Linked DNA regions of Rattus norvegicus: region 2 is linked to region 1. The links are chromatin contacts, called in public Hi-C maps. All regions are on one chromosome and are shown on one strand. The core of a region is the stretch at or near the end of the contact, and the rest is flanking DNA. Distances in the headings are between cores, read along the strand shown.

What was found. Hi-C and Micro-C count contacts between places; a contact is called where the count stands out from the background.
Region 2: a Hi-C map of the A7r5 cell line shows a contact between it and region 1, with 2.7 times the contacts expected there. The contact joins the promoter of Kcmf1 here to the enhancer-like site in region 1. A contact is called at or near these places in 8 of 12 Hi-C or Micro-C datasets (the A7r5 cell line, the Rat2 cell line, Schwann cells and 4 more) and 1 of 1 datasets of contacts at active chromatin or transcription factors (oligodendrocytes).

What each region holds. Positions count from the first base shown.
Region 1 is chr4:106,462,246-106,465,354 of GRCr8, forward strand. The region is part of intron 3 of Kcmf1 (potassium channel modulatory factor 1); the gene reads right to left. Among named protein-coding and RNA genes, the nearest start is that of Kcmf1, 45 kb to the right of the region's middle. Within about 2 kb of position 1,851, at least 8 of the 93 cell types and tissues checked have an H3K27ac peak or open chromatin away from gene starts, as enhancers often do. A contact at or near this core is called in the A7r5 cell line and Schwann cells, where this site is marked.
Region 2 is chr4:106,506,993-106,510,169 of GRCr8, forward strand. Kcmf1 (potassium channel modulatory factor 1) reads right to left here and starts at 1,367. Exons shown (of 7, transcript NM_001128192.1): 1 at 1,256-1,367. The coding sequence starts at 1,271.

The sequences.
Region 1 (3,109 bases), core at 601-3,100:
ACAAAACAAAAACCTGCAGTTTTTAAATGTCTATCTCCCAATTAAATGAAAAGCCAAATGCTATTGTTACTTATCTAACCAAAAAGTCCTCTCATCACAAACATCCCTGTGTCTCAAATTTTTGTCTCTGCTATTGTTTAGGTCACTCTCTTCTGTTCATCGGTCCTGCCTTTTGCCTGCCGCCCTCTTGACAGCCTTTACCAAATGAGGCCGGCCGGACTCTGCAGTCTCTGTAGTTTCTCAAAGGATCACCAGCAAGCAACCAGTTGGTGCACATTTCTACACATGCTGTTACTAACAGACTTTCGATGTCATCATTCCACACAGATCTTATGTCACTACTGAACGTAGGAAACACCCTCCCTGACAACACAGGCTATCTGTTTACTGGAAAACACCTTAAGTAGGGACCTAGGAGGATAACTCAAGTCAGTAAGGTGCCTTCAATCACAAGGATCTGAGTTTGATCCTTTAGGAACCCATGCTAAGAAAAGTTGCTGGGTTTGATGCCACATGCTTCTAAGTCTAGTGGTGGGAGGGGAAACAGCGGATTCTGGGACTCACTGGCTGTCAAGCTTACTCATGAATTCCAGCTAGCAAAAAACTTATCCTCACAAAACAAAACAAACAAAAACCCCAACAACAAAACCCCCCACACTCCATAGATTCCCATGCAATTGTTTTTCAGTCTCAAGCAGGTTTGGATTTCCTCTGGTTTCTTTCTACCACCAAATACAATCATATCAGACTTTCTTCTCTGCGTATTATGTACAGCTTAAAAATAATGAGAGGAGTTTAAGTTCCTTCCACCATGCAATGTGTTTCTCTCAGCCTTCCTAAGAAATTTCTGGCAGGGAGTGGTGGCAAACACCTTGAGCACTCCAGAGGCAGAGGCGGAGGCGGAGGCGGAGGCGGAGGCAGAGGCAGAGGCAGAGGCAGAGGGAACTCAGACAAGTGTAGTGGCATAACAAAAGAGACGCCATTTTTCTGTAGAGGAGCTGAAACGTCTACATGTAAACCAGGGCACAGCTTTCTGGCTGTAGTGGTTCTCTGCTATCTGTTCTCACTGAAGATCCATTTCTATTTCCTAGTCCAATGCACCACTGTTGGTTATTTTCTTCCGTCTCCTCCTTCCCCTTCTTTTAAAGATTTATTTTAAATATGTAAACACTGTTGCTGGGAATTGATATGAGCCACCATGTAGTTGCTGGGAATTGAACTCAGGACCTCTGGAAGAGCAGTTAGTGTTCTTAACTGCTGAGCTGTCTCTCCAGCCCAGTTATTTTCTTCTTAACAATGCATCTTGGTTGTGTCTCTTCCTTATGAATTATGCTGTCTCCTTCCCATTCTTTTCAAAACCACAAACTTTCAAGGCCTCCGCTGACTACTTCTTACACTGCCCTCTCACTGAGTCAAATAAGCTACAGTTCTGTCTCCCCGACCCTGACATCTATGTGTACCGATTATGTGTTGCATTTGTTCCTATGAAGAACCATTATACTCAACTCGAGGAATTCTTTAACTTCAGCAAATGAACACTTACATACATACATGTAATATAATGCTTGTTCCGGGCATTGTGGTACAGATCTTTAATTCCAGCACACGAGAGGCAAAGGCAGGTGGATTTATTTCTTGAGTTCTTAGGCCAGCCTCAAAAAGGAAAAATAAAAAAACAAAAACAAAAAACCAACCAACCAACCAACCAACCAACCAACCAACCAACAAAAAACCCAAAAAACCTCCACCATCTACAAAACCAAACACCTCCCCCCACTTCCCCCACACCCCTCCAGTAAGAATCCAATGCCCTCTTCTAGCCTCTGTAGTTGCTGCTCTCAAGCATTCGCATCTGATGACTCATGCCTCATAGTTCAGAGGCTACAAGAAAGGACTGTTTTCTCTTTGGGCACGGCAAATGCTCAAGGAGGTGGATGTGCTCGACCTCAGTTAAACGCCATGCACTGTCTATGGGTAGGGAAGACGTGGAGGCATCAGAGGGCACTCTTAGGTCCAAAGGAAACTCCCAATTCCCAAACCCCAGAGGCAGCCCAAACATCCAGGAATGGTGTGAGCTTCATGTGGACTACAGGAGGATTTCTGGTGGTTAGAGATAAGCCAGCATTCCTCAGAAACTTGTGAGGCCAGGTCCCCTCTAACGAAAGGAGTCATCTGTCTCTAGCAGAAGGGACTCATGGCTATCTGTAGCATCTATCAGTGTATCAAAATATATGCCAGCCTCCAAGCTCCTTCAATAAATATCATGAGTACCTGTTATGTTTTAAAGTACACAGAGCATCCCAGTTCTCGTTTTCTCCAGCTCATTGGTTTCCCTCGCATTCTACTCCTTCTCCTTAGCGCCCCTTCCACTCTCGTATGTTCCCTCTATGCCCTGCTCCTGCTTCCGTCTCTCCTACATGCTCTATTCTCTACCCTGCTATTCTCCCCTCTCACAGACAGCCCTAGACAAGTCTAGTTTGTGCTAAAGACTGGAGCTGTCAACACTCTGCCACTGAAGGAAGGAGGACTCAAACCCTGCCCTCCTTCAGAATTCATAGCAGTTAATGACTGATGGGTGTGGTGGTTTGAATATGGTCCATGGAAAGTGGCACTATCAGGCCTTGTTGGGGAAAAGTGTTCAATATCTGCCCAGGGAGGAAGAGAGACCCCTTCAGGCTGCCTAAGGAGGAAAGTCTTCTTCTGGCTGCCCTCGGATCAAGACGTAGAACTCTTAGTTCCTTCTCCAGCACCATGTCTTCTTGGATTCTGCCATGCTTCCCGCCATGATGATAATGGACTGAACCTCTGAAACTGTAAGCCTGCATCGATTAAATGTTGGTCTTTATAGGACTTGCCTTGGTCATGGTGTCTGTTCATAACAATAAGACCCTAACTAAAACAATGGGGGAAGGATAAACACTTTCTTCTGTGGTACAACCACTGGTAAGATGCCTATGCCCCTCTAAACAGTCCTCAGCCATATTCCTTTAAAGACCCCAATGAAACTTACTGGATTTAAAAATAATAATAACATTAAGTACAAGCTGGTTGAGATGGGGTATGAGATGAGAGAAAATATAAGGAAATATGATCAAAATGTATTATGTAC
Region 2 (3,177 bases), core at 117-2,616, 44 kb after region 1:
TTTCACCATAGAAAATCCAAGGTCTGTACTTCCCTAAGAATGTCCTGCCTGCGAGAGAATCTTCCTCCTCAAACTTTTTCTACTTCCAAAACACCTTTACTGGACTTGAAAATCTAAGGGATACAATACTTTCAGGTCACGTATACAATCTTCCATTACCCGTACTGAAATAAACTTTTCACTGAGTCGGTGAGACTACTTTTTAAGGTAAAATCTGCTGTAGTGAAACAAAGAGAACCTAACCCCCTCCCCCTTCCTAAACCATATGGTAGTAAATTCGAGTTAACTTATTTTTCACCAGTTCATCGCCCATCCATCGGCCTTAAAACACTTGTGCCTTTGTGCCGTGGGGCTGGGACGTGAGTGGTCTGATTCTTAACCACAGAACCCTAGCGTGTTTCCTTCCACAGGGCACCGCGGAAGTCCAAACGCCCCCGACTGTAAGCCTGCTTCGGTGGGCAGCGCACGCGGGTGAGGGCCCGGGGCCGGCCGGGAGCAAGTTCCGCTCTGGCGAGGTGACCGAGCAGAGAGTTTGCTCGCCGCGGCTGGGCTGGATCCGCCCCGGGAACTTGGCTTACCCGAGCCCAGGGACGCGCCGAGGCCTACCGCGAGGCCGGGCGAGCTCCAGTCACCGAGGGCTGCCCGAGCCCGGGCCGCGGCGCCTTCCCACCCGCACGGCCGCGGCCCTCAGGTGGGGCCGCGGCGCCTTCCCACCCGCACGGCCGCGGCCCTCAGGTGGGGCCGCGGCTCGCCCGCGGTCTCCCAGAGACCGGACGCGCCCGCGGGGCCCGGACCCCATTCCCCGGTCGCGGCCGCACGCCCGCGACCCGGCTCGGCCACCGCGCCGGGCTCTTCCGGGAGCCGCCGCAGCTAGGCCGCGCCGGGGCCCCGCGGTTCCCCCGGGCGGGCCGGCCGGGCCTTGGGCGTCCGGTATGTGTCCCGAGGGCCAGGCTCCCGCCGGTAACGGGCCTCGCCGCCTCCCCTCCCCCTCTCCCGCCCCATGACAGTGCAAAGCCTCCGGCCGCCCGGCCGCCCCGCCTCCGGCTCCAGGCCCAGCTCAGGGCCGCGGCCGCAAGCCACGGTTGCGGCCGCCGCTCCCGCTCGCTCTTCGGGCCGCGGTCGCCTCGGGTTCCTTAGCCCCGCGACTCGGACCCGGCCTGCGTCCCCGCTGGTGCCCCGCTGCCCTCAGCGGCGCCGGGACCTCGGGCGGGGTAGGCCGAGGCCCAAGCGGTGGGGGCGGGGGCTCGGCTCTCACCTTCATGTCGGGACATCCTAGTTCAGACGCTGGCGGCGCGGCCCCTCCCGGGCTCCCGGCTGCAGTGTGCCCCCACCGCGGGCTCCCGGCGCTGCCCGCGCCCGGCCGGCCGACTCCCACTCGACTCCCGGGCTCGGCCGCGGGGGCGGGGTGGGCAGGGGAGCGCTCCCGCGGCGGCGGCGGCGGCGGCGGCGGGGAGGCGGCGCGGGGCGGGAATGGGGCCGGGCCTGAGCTCCTCCAGGAGGCGGGTCCGACGCGGCCGCGGCTCCGCCGGCGCCCGCCGTGACTCGGTCACTCTCGGGCCCCCGCCGGCTCCCGGCAGCGGCGCGGCGTCCGCAAATCCCGCTCGTCCCCTCCCCCGGCCCGCCCCCCGCCCGTCTCCCGGCTCGGGCCGCCGCCTCCTCCTCCTCCTCCTCCTCTTCCTCCTCTTCCTCCTCTTCCGCCTCCTTCCGCCCGCACGCCCGCCCCGCCTCTCGCCGCCCTGAGGCCCCGCGGCCGGCGGGCGACCGTGCTTGGCGGCGGCCCGGCCGCTGTCTCGCAGCACCCGAGCCCAGCCGCGGCCCGCCACGCTGCGCGTGGGGAGGACGAGGACACGAAACGCCCCTGAGGTGGCTCCCTAGCGCCTGGGCGCGTGGCTGCCAGGCCATCGCAGACCTCCCGGGGACGTGTGTTTGTGTGCTGCTTTGAAAGCCGGGGATCCAGAAGGGAAAGGCAGTCGGGACTCCTCCGGGGCTCTCGTGTCCCCAGATCTACGGGAGATCGAGGCCTAGCGAGCCGGCTCGGTTGCCGGGCCGCCACCCGCTCCAATGCGCTGCCGGGAAAACTTGGTGGGCTTCGGGGCTAGTTTGCTTCTGGCACGTGGACTGCTTCTCTGTATGTGCATGTCTTTCCCTCCAACCTTACCCAGGCTCCTTACAGTCTACTTTCTCTTTAGGGCATTACTAACTCAGCAAACACTTCAGACTACCCCTGACCACGTGTCAGTGATGGCGTGGCGCAGGTAGAACAGATCGCGCCCTGGAGTTAAGACACGTTCAGTCCTGGCATTCTGGTTCTGATATGCTTGGTGTAACCTTGGACAAGTGACTTAACCTTGCTGAGCCTTCGCTCTTATTGGTTCGCTTTTGGTAGTTAATTTTGTCTGGGTACACTCGAAATTGAACACAGTTCCCTGCTAAGTTTACTGAAACTAGGGTCCAGGGTACTGCTTGCTTTGTCGATTTTCCTAATTTGCCCACCCTCCACTGGCTGTGGCACCTGGACAAAGCGTTGGTTGCCTTAGCTTCTGTGGCTTTCAAAAAGGACAAGCATATCAACAGATGCAGAGGAGAGATACAGTACCAAAACTCGGCATGTAGAATAGCTAGCAGAGGAAGGACCCTGTTTGTTACACTATTAAAAATGATTTAAGATATGCCTGTTTTGGGCTGGAGAGATGGCTCAGCGGTTAATAGCACTGACTGCTCTTCCTGAGGTCCTGAGTTCAAATCCCAGCAACCACATGGTGGCTTAGAACCATCTGTAATGAGATCTGATGCCCTCTTCTGGTATGTCTGAAGCAGCTACAGTATACTTATATATAATAAATAAATCTAAAAAAAAAGATATGCCTGTTTTTAAAAAATATTAGGTTTAATCCAAGAGAACACGTAGTAGGTCATTCCTGTCTATTAAAGGAACCGTTTATAGCTGTAATTGATGATATTTTTAATAAGGATCATATTTTTAATTTGGGTATGGTCTTGAGACAGGCCCGAGCCTGTCCTTGAATTGCTTATGTAGTTGAGTATGCCCTTCCCCACCTCCCCCAGTGCTGGAATTAAAAGCACCTTCCATCATACCCCCACCTAATTTGGGTTTAAATGAAGACTAGATAACCAGACATAATCTTGTTTTGTGTGTGAGTCTGTGTGTGTGTGTGT